Linked DNA regions of Sus scrofa: all the other regions are linked to region 2. The links are chromatin contacts, called in public HiChIP or PLAC-seq maps. All regions are on one chromosome and are shown on one strand. Each heading gives the region's core, a stretch centred on a gene start, on an enhancer-like site or on the middle of the called end of the contact. The rest is flanking DNA. Distances are from core to core; before and after follow the strand shown.

Region 1 (4,307 bases), core at 1,207-3,706, 130 kb after region 2:
ATTCTGACAGTGATATACAAAGGACAGGCTTCCCGTTTGAGAAGTGAGAGGAAGAGGCAGTATGAACAGAAGCCCATTTGCAAAACAGCAATAATTCCATTTGGCTACACTGTAGAGTACAATTAGGAGCCAAAGAAGATGAGCTGGCAAAAAAAAAAAAAAAAAGGTACCACATATCAGAAGGACTTGAGTGTTAAGCTCAATGTATGTCCTTAACCCAGCAGGCAAAGGGGAGTTAATAAAAGGCATTTAGGAGTGTGTAAATCAACAAGTCAGCAGGAGGCTTGGAAAGATGAATCTGTCAACTGGTAAATCAGACCAAGTGAATAAGGCAAAGAGCATAAAAAGCAATAGCAACAGTGTGAGCTAACAGGAGCTGGAACCAGATCCAAAGAACTCTATTTCACAAAACTACACAAAAACTGGAATGTACTAAGATTCCAACAAGCACCACAATCATGACCAGGGAAGACAACTCTGATTTGCACTCCACCAGGCTTCATCTACATTAATACTTACATCTAATTTTAAGGAGTCAATGATAAACATAAACCTTTAACAGGGTCTAATACATATTTGATAAGAATGCAACAAGCACTACAATTAATATGGGAAGACAATTTAGGCTTTAACTCAAGTGATTTGGATTCTACTGGGCTAAGGAGAGAGATACTTCACTCCTTTGTATGTTTCCATCATTTCTGTGAAGACACAATTTTATGGAAGCAATAATAAATGTAAACACAGTATAACATTAGTAGAGGCTCAGCAGATATCATTATACTAGTCAAGTTCACAGAAAAGAAAAATCCAGGAGAGAGAATAGCCAGCTCACAAAGGCTTATTAAAGATAGCATGTTTTTTGATAAAGCTAACATTCCCCATTTTCCCAGAATTCCATAAGCATCACAAGCTTCTACAGGAAAGGGCAGCAGAAAGTATTGGGCCAGGATTCAAATCAATTAGCTCAGCCACTGGCAGACAGCAGCCATGCAGATTAGCTTCCCAGTTTCCCTAAATTCAAGGATAAGTACAAAATGGATTAAGAGGAACATGACCCAAGGCATCAGGAACCTTGATAAAGTGTCCTGACATTTCCCAGATGCCACGTAACAAGCAGAAAGCTTCCTACGAGGCACCATAATATTTGCAATCTGAGTAGTTAAACACAACAATGACTTTAAAAAAATACTGTAGACTTACTCCCAGGTCCCCAAACCATGGCCTTTGCCCCAGACGCCGCCTCTCCTCGGTCCCCCTCCCCCATTTTCACAGCCGCCCAAACTGTCCTTCCCAGCGGCGGCGACCCGCGGTCCTAAAGGACCTTCTGTCAAGAGTAAGTGGAGGTGCAACGGTGACCTTCAGTAATTGGGGCAGCCCGCCTTTCCCCGGGGACACGAGCAAGAGGACAGCGCTGGGGACCTGGCTCCTTCCCCACAAACCCAGCCCACGCAAGTATGTGCGTGAACCTAAGCATCAGCGGGCCGAGAGGCTCGCCCAGGCCGCTAGGCCTGGTGCTCGGGCGGCACGCAAAGTCCCAGCCCTCCGCGGGGTCCAGCCTCCCAACTTCACAACCAGCGGGCACACAGCGACAGGGATGCGCGGTGGGGACGTCAGCAGCCTCACAAAACCTACCATGGGCCGGCGGGAAACAAGGCCTCAACATTCACCCCCAGCCACACTTACACTGCCCAACCGACCAGAGACTCGAGAAGAGAACAAAACAAGGAGAACACCCGAGGCCTGGGAGAGCGTCCCTTGTTCTGGGGCCCAATAGGAGGACTGGGCGGGCGGGGGCGGGAGGGGGGTGCGGCGCGTGCCGCGGATCCCCGGGCGCGCACGTGAGGCGCACGCGGGGGGCGCCGGGGCGCGTGCGCGTGGCCGGGGAAGGGTCCCGCGCGCGGCCTCGCTCGGCGTCCACGTACCTGGCAGTAACCCCGCGCCGGACCCGCGGCCGCCGTCAAAGACGGCGATAGCAGAGGGGCGCGCAGGGCCGGGTAGGAGGCGGCAGCCGTCGCGGCGGCGGAGGCGGCCGCGGGGGGAGGCCCCGCCAGCCTCCCGGCAGGGGCAGGCCCGATCTGGAGGCCCCGCGTGTGCGAGGCGGCGGCCGCCGCGGCACCGAGCAGCAGCAGCAGGCGGCGACGGCCCGAGACGCCCGACGGGAAGGAGCCGGCGGTCGAATAAAAGGGCAGGCAGGCGGCGCCGGTGCGCCGGCAGCTGCTGCAGTTGCAGCCGCAGCCCCGGAGCAGCGCCCCGAGCACCCAGCGCGTCCCGGCCATGGACTCTGGAGGCGGCGCAGGGCCTGAAGGCGGCTGCGGCTGCAGCGCGAGCGAAGGGGAAGCGGAATCCAGGGCCGGGGAGGGGTTGCCGGGCACATGCGCCGCGGGTACCGGGGGCAGCGGCGAGTCAGGAGGAGGCGGAGGAGAGCTCGCGGCTCCGCCCGGGCTCCGCCCTCGGGGCGGTGCTGCCCGCGAGCCGGGTGGGGCTGGGGCGCTGCCTCGACCGCCTGGCTGGTGTTTCCCCTGGTGGAAACAGTCCTGAAGGCGACGAACCTTCCCGCTCTGGGCGGCCTGAAACCTGGAACCCGGAGCTACCGACGCCCCGCAATTTACCCCCAGTCCTTTGACGTGGGAGGGGGGCGAAAGGGCTCTTTCTGGAAGGAACTGAGGTACGCCAATTGTAAAAAGAGGTTGGGCTGATAACATCGGCGAAGGTTGAATAACGCCCCCTGCCCCCCCCCCCCAGCTTGAGTGCGGTGCTGAAGGCCAACTTTATTTTGCTTTTTGTTTTTTGTTTTTGTCTTTTTGCCATTTCTTGGGCCGCTCCCGCGGCATATGGAGGTTCCCAGGCTAGGGGTCCAAACGGAGCTGTAGCCGCCAGCCTACACCAGAGCGGGATCCGAGCCGCGTCTGCAACCTACACCACAGCTGACGGCAACGCCAGATCCTTAACCCACTGAGCAAGGGCAGGGATCGAACCCGCAACCTCATGGTTCCTAGTCGGATCTGTGAACCACTGAGCCACGATGGAAACTCCCAACTTTGTTTTAAAATGAAATATATAGATACTCATTCTGTGCTAATAAGATCTAAAGGTAGCCTCCCGCTGTTGGGAAGTTCACTCTAGACCACTTCATGAAAAATCCGTATTAGTACCCGTTTTCACTACTGGAAAGAAATATGCGATTTTCACTTTGATGGGGAAAGGCAAAAATTGAAAATAGCATTGTGTTTGTTTTGTAGCAGCGGCGGTCGAGGCTGAGGTGGTCCCACCGACCTCCCTCCTGGGAAGCTGTACTCAGCGTCTCCCTGCCACGGCTTTGAACTGTGTTTTTGAGCAGCTCTGCTTTATCTCCTTGGCAACCTATGTTCTGGGATAACTGCTTCCTCATCTTATGCCATTTTGGCTCCAAAAGGTTTCTTAGGAACTCTCTGCTTTCAGATAGGGGGTGAAACCTGTGTAACAACGACTAAAGCCTCCCATGAGGATTTCGTGTATTCACAAGTGGACAGGCAGAGGTCTGTCCAAGGACTGGTTGTGCAGTTTCCCTCCTCATGTGTGGAGGACCTGGCTCAGGTTAGTAGGCAAAAGAGAGTTCAGAGACTGAAAAATAGAAAAAGCTAAAAAATTTAGATTTTCTGTTGTGGAAATTCTCAAAGAAAAGTATAATGAATGAACTTTAATGAATTTCAGAAATTATCAACATTTTTCATTCTGGTTTCATTTGTCCTCACCACCACCACCATCCCCCCATTTTTTTCCTTTACTGGAATATTTTAAAGGAAACCCCAAAGATCATGTCAATCACCTTTTCAGTATCCATCTTAAAGTGATAATGACTTTTAAAAAATGGGGGTTCTCATCGTGGCTCAGCAGAAACAAATCCAACTAGGAACCACGAGGTTGCAGCTTCGATCCCTGGCCTCGCTCAGTGGGTTAAGGATCTGGTGTTGCCGTGAGCTGTGGTGTAGGTCTCAGACGAGGCTCGGATCTGGTGTGGCTGTGGCTGTGGCGTAGGTCAGCAGCTGCAACTCCGATTTGACCCCTAGCCTGGGAACCTCCGTGTGCCTTGGGTATGGCCCTGAAAAAGACAAAAAAAAAAGACATTGAGATGAGTTGCACTAAAAAACAAAATTCAACCGAGTGAAATTTAAAGATTTTATTGGCTTTATTCAACAGTTTTTTAATTTGGCAGTGTCCCATCTAACAGATAAAAAGGCGCTCCCAGGAACTGTACAAAATGAAAGACTTTTATAGACAGAAGATGTGGACTAAGGAAGTCATACTAACAAAAAGTGGCTTGGTTT
Region 2 (4,401 bases), core at 209-2,708:
TTTTTTTTGACCCAGCCAGCAGCATGCAGAAATTCCCTGACCAGGGACAAACCTGTGCCACAGCAGCAACCCCAGGTGCAGCAGAGATGACTGGGGATCCTTATCCAGCTGAGCCATCAGGGAATTCCTCCACATGGAAACACTGAAGATACTGGAGTTGGACTTAATGACTCCTAAAATCCACTCCGGCTCAGGTTAGCTCCCTTAGGGATGTTAACAGCCTTGTGCACCATTCATTCACTCCGTTTGCGTAGCACGAGATAGATAATCAAATACTGTCATTTCAGTAGTCATTAAACAATTCTTCATTCAACACTTACCCTGTGCCAGACACTGTATGGGGTACTCGTGTTCACAGAGCTCTACCAGATGATACAGGGGGTTAGAGAAGAGATCCAAGAGGTGATGCTTAAGCTGTCTCTTCAATACAACAGAAATTTCCCAAATTTGGGCGGGAGCACTTGGTAGTTAGGGGGGCGAAGGGGAGGTAGGTGTACAAAAACAATGATGTAAAAGGCATGTTGAGCGTTTTCAGCAGCTGAAGGCTGGGTAACATAGGACAAGTGTTCACAGCATTCCTGCGAAGTACATGTAATTTGGCACGTTTTGTGTAATTACTTGCTTAATGCGTGTCCCCTGCTGGACCTCAGGTGCCACGACTTCAGGAGCAGCACCTGCTGCCGCCCACCGTGGTTCTCCCAGAGTCTAACACGCTGCCTTGTGCTCGTTAGGCGTTGAAGAATTCCTAAAGGGTCTGCCCCTGAGAGTTAAAACGTGTCATTTCCAAAATATCTCTAAGAGTGAACCTTTTCCACTAAAAGGAAGAGAAATCGAGGTGCCCTCTGCAGCCAACTTCAGCTCCTCAGAAAGTCTAACTCCAGAGAGCGGCTCTTGCCTTCCCAACGCCACCTCTCGGAAACACTCAGGGACACAAATCCCCCGACATCCCCGAGGCCTGAGGGCAGGGAGCGGGAGGTGGGCCACCTTCCGTCCCGCAGGACGCCCACGCCAGGACTCTCTATTCCAGGCGCGCCGCCGCCGCCGCCTCAGGCTATGGTGCCCAGATACGTCGTATTTAGAAGTTGTGGAGACAGAAACAACTTGATTAACCTTCAGCGGAGAAGACAAAACAATGCCAAATGGTCACCTGAACTGGACTGGGTGCCAGCGACGCCCAGTACAGGCGCAGTACAACTCGCCTCTCAGCCCCGGACCTCTCTTAGGCACAGAGCTAAAGCGCCCTCTGATGGTCTCTCCGCGACTTCTCCTCGCGCTTCGCTAGCCTTCCCCCCCAAGCCACGCCCAGGCTCGCGAGAGTAAGAACTGAAGTCTTCCAAAAGCGTTCTGCGGAACTGAACTTCTGCGTAACTCTCGTTCCTGTACGGAAAGAGCTGAGGGACCAACCGGAAGGCCTGTTCACCCACCTCAGGGAGCATCCTGGGGGCCGGAAGAAGGTGGAAAGTCCTGCATCCACTTGGAGCGCGTGGCTGTCATAGAGGCGGCGTATTGCTGCACCGCGTGGGTACTGTGCGGAGGTCGGAGGTCGCCGAAAGCCTGACGTCTGTGTAGAACCTGAGACGCGAGCTATGGTGAGGAGATCGCAGCGGCGAGGAGCGGCTAAGTGGGCCGCTCTGCGATCCAAGGCAGGTCGCGGTCCAGTGGAGGAAAATGAAGACGATTTAGAATCTCCGCCCTCACCAGGGGACTCCAGTTACTACCAAGATAAGGTAGATGACTTCCATGAGGCCCGATCTCGGGCCGCATTGGCTAAGGGCTGGAGCGAAGTAGAGAGTGGGGACGAGGAGGAGGATGGCGATGAGGAGGAGGAGGTGCTTGCTTTAGATGTTGCTGATGAGGACGACGAAGATGGAGAGAGTGCAGGGGATGAGGAGGAGGAAGAGGAGGATGGTGGAAGCTCCGTGGAGAGTGAGGCTGAGGCCTCGGTGGATCCCAGCTTGTCGTGGGGTCAGAGGAAAAAAGTTTACTATGACACGGACTATGGGTCCAAGTCCCGAGGCCGGCGGAGCCAACAAGAAGTAGAAGAAGAGGAAAGAGAGGAGGAGGAGGAGGCACAGCTCATTCAGCGGCGCTTAGCCCAGACCCTGCAGGAGGACGATTTTGGAGTCACCTGGGTGACTGCCTTTGCAAAACCAGCACCTCAAGTAAATGAGGCTGAGACACGCGTCGTGAAGGATTTGGCGAAAATTTCAGTGAAAGAGAAGCTGAAGATGCTGCGGAAGGAATCACCAGAGCTCTTGGAGCTGATAGATGACCTGAAAGTTAAGTTGACAGAGATGAAGGATGAACTGGAGCCATTGCTCCAGTTGGTGGAGCAAAGAGTCATTCCACCTGGAAAAGGAAGCCAGTACCTGAGGACCAAGTACAACCTCTACTTGAACTACTGCTCCAACATCAGTTTTTATTTGATCCTGAAAGCTCGGAGAGTTCCTGCACATGGACATCCTGTCATAGAAAGGCTTGTTACCTATCGAAATTTGATCAACAAGCTGTCAGTTGTGGATGAGAAGCTGTCCTCTGAGATTCGTCATCTACTCACACTTAAAGATGGTGCTGGAAAGAAAGAACTGACCCTAAAAGTAAAATCCACGAAGGCTAAGCCAAAATCTGTTTCAGAGACTTCAGCTGCTGCTGTTACAGACCTTTCTGATGATTCTGATTTTGATGAAGAAGCTGCACTGAAATACTATAAAGAAATAGAAGACAGGCAAAAATTGAAGAGAAAGAAAGAAGAAAATAGTACTGAAGAACAAGCTCTTGAAGATCAAAATGCAAAGAGAGCCATTACTTACCAGATTGCTAAAAACAGGGGACTTACCCCTAGGAGAAAGAAGATTGATCGTAATCCCAGAGTGAAACACCGGGAGAAGTTCAGAAGAGCCAAAATCCGAAGAAGAGGCCAGGTTCGGGAAGTTCGTAGAGAAGAGCAACGTTATAGTGGTGAACTGTCTGGTATTCGTGCTGGAGTTAAAAAGAGCATTAAGCTTAAGTAAAGTTTTTGCTTGGCTTAAGTTTTTTGGTAATATTTTTAGAACAATAAATTTTTTTTATTTTTAACTGGTGAAGTGGCTATATTAATATTTAGTCTCTAACCTTAAAGTTCTTGTCAGTAGTGAAATTTCTTTGGGTTATTTGTTCAATTCATTTGTCTTTTACTTTGTAATCAGATCATACATACTAATAAGTGTGGGAGCAATTTGAAGCTGCATGGGTAAAGAGATGGTATTGAAAAAAGTTCTCTAACATTCTGTCAAATAGTAGCTAAGGGAAATTGCACAGCTAGTTGTGGAGCAAGAAATAAACTTAGAATATTTTTATAATTTTTTAGGTAAAGTGAAGAGAATGCACTTTTGAAAATATCTTACTTCTAAGATAACCTACAAATCAGTTCTGACATTTCATTTACCTAAAGCATAATTCTTTTTTTTTTTTCTCTCTCTTTTCTTGAGCAGCTCCCGCGGCATATGGAGGTTCCCAGGCTAGGGGTCTAATGGGAGCTGTAGCCTCCCGCCTACACCAGAGCCACAGCAACGCGGGATCTGAGCCGTGTCTGCGGCCCACACCACAGCTCACGGGCAACGCCGGATCCTTAATCCACTGAGCAAGGCCAGGGAACTGAACCCGCAACCTCATGGTTCCTAGTCAGATTCGTTAGCCACTGTGCCACAACGGGAACTCCTAAAGCATAATTCTAGAGTAGGGTTTAATGTTAAGAATTTTATACATTTTATGTTGGTAAAAGTTTAGGAATGAAGAGGAACTTGGTTAAAAATAGACATATGCCTTACTTATGTTAATTGTGAATATTTTTAATACTCCCTAATATGGTAAATATGATAAAAATTCCATTTCCCCTTTGGTGACTTGCAGTGGTTCTTTGTACACTCCACTCTTTTTACACTGCTGAAAACCTAATATAATTACTAGTGGGAAAGAGGTAACAAATTTATTTTTTTTTACAGTTACTCTGGTCTTTACAGTAGGGAAAGATGATAAGATGGTGAACTTAAAAAGTCTTAGGATGATGCCAGGGGAGACAGTGAGAGGACTAGTGAAGGAAAGAACCAAGGACATCTTAACTATGTCACTGCTTATTCATTAAACATTGTGCCAGCTGCTGGAAATGCAGAGATGGTCATTGGTTAATATTTACTAAAACACTTGCCATAACTTTGTGAGATGAGGCTGTTCTATCAGAAATGAGAACACCAAAATTCCGGGAGGTTAACTTTCTAATGAACACATGCTTAGGATTTGGACCCAATCCAGTTTAATTTGAGCTTTCATTTTAACCTTTGGCTTACCAGCTGCTGCCTCAGACTAGCACACATGCCACATTATTTTGTTTTCTTATAAACAAAAGAAGTAGGTTGGAGATAAAAG
Region 3 (4,830 bases), core at 671-3,170, 170 kb after region 2:
CAGATCCGAGCTGAGTCTGTGACCTACACCACAGCTCACGGTAACGCTGGATCCCCGACCCACTGAGCTAGGCTAGGGATCCAACTCGAGTCCTCATGGATACTAGTTGGATTCGTTTCACTCCGCGACGATGGGAACTCCCAAAGCCCTTATTTTAAAGGGGTGAAACTGTTGTACTAACAGGTTAACAGACTTACTTTTGCCAAAGTAAAAGATAATATCCCAATCTGGTAACTCAAGTCTTACTTTTAGAAGACTCTTAAGGAATTGTATAGTCTATCAGTGTCATATCAAGATCTGGAACACAGGGCCTCTATATCATATATCCATTTTTTTTTTTTTTTTTTTTGCTTTTTAGGGTCGCTCCTGAGGCTAGAGGTCCAATCAGAGCTAAAGCTGCTGGCCTACACCACAGCCACAGCAACGCAGGATCTGAGACACGTAATGCAACCTACACCACAGCTCACTGCAATGACAGATCCTTAACCCACTGAGCAAGGCCAGGGTTCAAACCCGCAACCTCATGGTTCCTAGTCAGATTCATTTCTGCTGCACCACGACGGGAACTATTTTCATTTTAGTAAGATAACTCCTCTTTTCCCCTCGTTTCCAACATCTTTGGAACCTTTAAGTCTTTTCAAATTATTCCAGTGACCTCTGCTATTCCTGAGATAGTATCAAGGCTTCAATATTTTTTTCTGTTTTTAAAAATGGTTTGATTTACTGACATGCCAAACTACTAGTATGTAAACGCAACAGAATACCTTTCATATTGGCACCTCCTTCAGGTCCATTAGCCGAGGGTGGTTTACTAGCCGCACATAATTTATGCTTTGTTTAGATTCTTTGAAAAGTTACTTGTAGATTTAGTGGGTGTTTTAAAGAAGATGGACGTCTCTTTGCAATATAAACGGTTACCCAAAACGATAAAGCTGTGGTGGGCTGGTCATCGGTGGCAATTCTGATAAAGCATTTCCGAGGTTAAAGTCCATTATAGCCATTTGGCACATGATACACAAAACATTCTAGCAGTTAGAAAAGATTAGTCCCCCTTACTGAGGGACTTGCATTTCACACACTGAAGGGACCCAGGGCAAGGCTTTATAATCCATTTAAGAATGCTCCACGTATCTTGAATAGGCCATCACATCAATTTTCCCAGCTGCTGACGACGGCCTCACTTGCCTGTTAGTGACGGACTTTGACCATCTCCTAGTTCAGGGTTTTAAAATATGCCCATAAAATGACAACTTGGGGAGTTCCCGTCGTGGCGCAGTGGTTAACGAATCCGACTAGGAACCATGAGGTTGCAGGTTCGGTCCCTGGCCTTGTTCAGTGGGTGAAGGATTGGGCGTTGCTGTGACCTGTGGTGTAGGTTGCAGACGCGGCTCGGATCCCGCGTTGCTGTGGCTCTGGCTAGGCCGGTGGCTACAGCTCCGATTCGACCCCTAGCCTGGGAACCTCCATATGCCGCAGGAGCGGCCCAAAGAAATAGCAAAAAGACAAAAAAAAAAAAAAAAAAAACCAAAAACTTAGATCCTTTCCTCTCATCTGGCGGAACCACACCCTAACCATTCCAACCAGATGAAACTCTCTCCTGTTTTTTATACACTTAGCAGAGAGACTCCGTAACCTTTCATCTGGGCACTCAGTGGGCAGAACTCTGGTGGCAATTCCATCCCTCACTGCAGGACCCTGACATGCGGGCGCTGAAGCCCATTTCCTTCCTGACCTCTAGGCAGCTCCGAGTGCTTTGCCACGACCCCCACCCGGGCAGACTGGACTGACCCACGGGCTGGCCCTTGCGTACTCGTGGGGCGTGGTCCAGGGCTGCGAAGGTGTCCAGACCAAGAGAGACCCGGGACCATAACGGGAGGGGTGGGGTGGGCGCGCGCCTCTCTCGCGAGAGCTCGCTGGTGGAGGCCGAGAGGGGCTGGGGACCAGGAGGTGGGGAATAGCTCGGCGGCTGCGACGCAGTTCTCCCGGGAGCAGGCGAGCCTCCCTTTCCCCGCCTCCCTTCGCTTCCCCTCCCATTGAGTGATTCAAGCCGTGCGCTTCCCACTTCCGCCCCCTCTGCCTGCCATTGGAACTAGCAGAGCCGAAGAAGTTGCGGCCGCCGAGCAGCCGGCGCTCCCCGCCTCCTCTTCGTCCTCGTCCTTCTCTTCCTCTCCTGGCCTGGCCTGGCCGCCGCCGCCGCCCAGAGGCCTCGCGACCGCCGAGCCCGCAGCCCGCCCCGCGGCCGACATGAGCTTCTTGTTGTGAGTAGCCGGACCCCGCGCGCGCCGGCTTTGTTCAGGCGACCTGGGCCGCGGCCCCCACCGCCTGCCTTGTCTCTCGCTGCTCGCGCCGGGCGTCCCCACCGCGCAGGTCTCCGGGAACCTGACCCAAGAGCTCGCGGAGCCTGATGGCCGCCGCCTCCCGAACCCGCTTCGAGCACGCAGGGACTCCTCCAGCCCCCTCTCTCTACCTCGACCCCAAACTCGACACATCCGATTTCTGCTCCCGCATTTCTGCATCACCACAGCCTTTGCTCGTGTTCCTCTCTTGCGTGTGTTTGCACGCTTAGAGACCTCCCACTCTCCTGCACGGCCTGTTTCCGACGCGTGCCGGTTGCCGTCTCCGTCTGCCCTGCCCATTGCTTTTTTCTAGGTTCTGAGCACAGAAGATAGAGCTTTCTACTTGCTCCTTTCACCCCAGGACCCTTTCACTCCCACTTAGGTTTTAGGAGTGGAAAGTTGGGGTGATAAGTCTTGTGAAGGTAACACTTTAACGAGGCTGCTTGTGGGCCAGGATCCCCTGGTGACAGCCTGGGGTCTTGGGGGCTGGAGCGCCTTGCTTTCTCGAGGTGCCCCCTCCTGCCGGTGTGCTCCCCTGAAGAGTAAGGCTTTATCCTTTTAGACAACCACCAAGTAGGGTCTGGGTGTGTGCCCTGGGTTGCTTAGGTCCACTGGGGAGTTGTTTTGCAAATCATTTGTAAATAGCAACTCAACGTCACATTTAGTGCTGGTCATTATTTCCCTTATCGTTTATTGCAGACGAGTTGAGGGTGGATGGGCAGAAAGATAGGGTGGCTGGATGGGAGTTTGGTGGAAGCAGGCAAGCCTCAGGTCCTCATAAAACAGGACCTCACACCCCGGGGAATTACTTTTTTGAAGGCTTTGTTGTGATTCATCTCTGTTTCTTCTGTGCTTAGAAAGCTAATAAAAAATTGGAATTAAAACCCACCCTATATGTCTTTTACTGTTGTGGAGAAAATTAGCATTTATATTTTCTGTTCCAGTTTTCTTTTTTCCCCCACATCCCATAATTTTTTGTCATCACATTGATACCTGAATTTTGAGAATTTAACCCTTATTTTCACAAGCTGATATCTCCAATGTTAATCCTTTTTAGGGTGTTTAAGCAAAACTGAGTGATCACAGAAGGCTAACCCGCAGGCGAGCTTGCCAATATTTCTAGTGAGCACAGAGACATCTGGCTTGTGTCAACCTGCCTAACACGTTTGAGCTTGTGAAACCTCTCTTAGGCTCATCCTAGAAGTGGATTCTGAGTTTGTCAGATAGATAGTGCTAGATGAGATGACTGAGCAACTTGGAAGTCTTTGTTTCCTATTTTAGTTTGACTCAAGATATCCAGGCATTTGGGCTTGCAGCTTCTTCTCACCTTGAGTAGTTTTTACATTACCCATGTTAGGTTTCTTCATAAAGTTAGAAGCTGTCTTTGAAATAGCAATGTAGATGCGGTCGTTGGCTGCTTCTGAAGGGCCTGTGTTTCTTGGAACTCCTAGGTAAAATTGATTGAAGCAGGGAAGAACTGTATTTAGCTGAAACTAGGCAATAGAGAAAGTTTTGGTGGTATTTTCTGAATAAAAATACAATAGTACCCTACTTTTCCATGGCTCAGTATTTAATACTTACAGAAATGTGGTGGTTTAAGTTCATTTCTCCTGAAGCATATTAGCTACATAAGAAAAATCTTCCCATAACTACTGTATATAAGCACATTAGTGGGTCTGTACTATTTGGAACACAATTTTTCGGTCAGGTCACATGTAACAATTAGTAAATTCTCAACATATTTTGCTGGTGGGCTTGACAGTCCAAAAATTTAATCTAACATTTTTTTGGTTTTGATTTTTCCACCAGCAGTTTAGAAACAGAAGTGAAGACCTTATACATAGGTATATTTATTATCAGAAGTGAAAGAACAAAGTTTTGGTTATTATCTCCTTGCTGGTGTAGTTACTTTCCTGAATAGTATTTCTGTACCAACAGATAAGCAAAGAAAAAAAAAAGAGCTGCAGTTTAGGAGTTAAATACAAACACTTTCCTCCAGTTCTTGGGAGCTTACTTGTAAGGCTGTTATAAGTGGATGAAGCTGAGGAAATAAGGGCAGTGTGAGATAGGGTTATGAAGGTGATGATTCATAACTCCTGAGGGCTTTAAGATAGAAGAATTATTGATTTAAAAAAATCATTCAGGAGTTCCCACTGTGGTGTAGTGGGTTAAGAATCTGACTGCAGGGAGTTCCCATCATGGCTTGGTGGTTAACGAACCCGACTAGTAACCATGACGTTGCAGGTTTGATCCCTGGCCGGCTCAGTGGGTTGAGGATCTTGCGTGGCTGTGATGTAGGCTGGCAGCTACAGCTCTAATTCAACCCCCAGCCCAGGAACCTCCATGTGCCATGGGTGTGGCCCTAAAAAAAAAAGAAAAGAAGCTGACTGCAGTAGCTTGGGTGACTGCAGAGGCATGGGTTTGATTCCTGGCCTCATGCAGTGGATTAAAGGATCCTTTGTTGCCACAGCTGTGGCTGAGATTCAGTCACTAG

Evidence for each region. HiChIP or PLAC-seq counts read pairs in DNA pulled down with a chosen protein or histone mark.
Region 1: an H3K27ac HiChIP or PLAC-seq map of skeletal muscle shows a contact between it and region 2. The contact joins the promoter of GRSF1 here to the promoter of UTP3 in region 2. A contact is called at or near these places in 1 of 5 promoter capture datasets (fetal liver), 1 of 47 Hi-C or Micro-C datasets (liver) and 2 of 2 datasets of contacts at active chromatin or transcription factors (alveolar macrophages and skeletal muscle).
Region 3: an H3K27ac HiChIP or PLAC-seq map of alveolar macrophages shows a contact between it and region 2. The contact joins the promoter of MOB1B here to the promoter of UTP3 in region 2. A contact is called at or near these places in 2 of 2 datasets of contacts at active chromatin or transcription factors (alveolar macrophages and skeletal muscle).

Annotation. Positions count from the first base shown.
Region 1 is chr8:67,604,966-67,609,272 of Sscrofa11.1, forward strand. It overlaps GRSF1 (G-rich sequence factor 1), which reads right to left and starts at 2,457. Exons shown (of 10, transcript XM_003129072.4): 1 at 1,926-2,457. The coding sequence starts at 2,279.
Region 2 is chr8:67,474,513-67,478,913 of Sscrofa11.1, forward strand. It overlaps UTP3 (UTP3, small subunit processome component homolog (S. cerevisiae)), which reads left to right and starts at 1,459. Exons shown (of 1, transcript NM_001142835.1): 1 at 1,459-3,075. The coding sequence starts at 1,587. The coding sequence ends at 3,011.
Region 3 is chr8:67,645,942-67,650,771 of Sscrofa11.1, forward strand. MOB1B (MOB kinase activator 1B) reads left to right here and starts at 1,921. Exons shown (of 6, transcript XM_003129073.4): 1 at 1,921-2,258. The coding sequence starts at 2,245.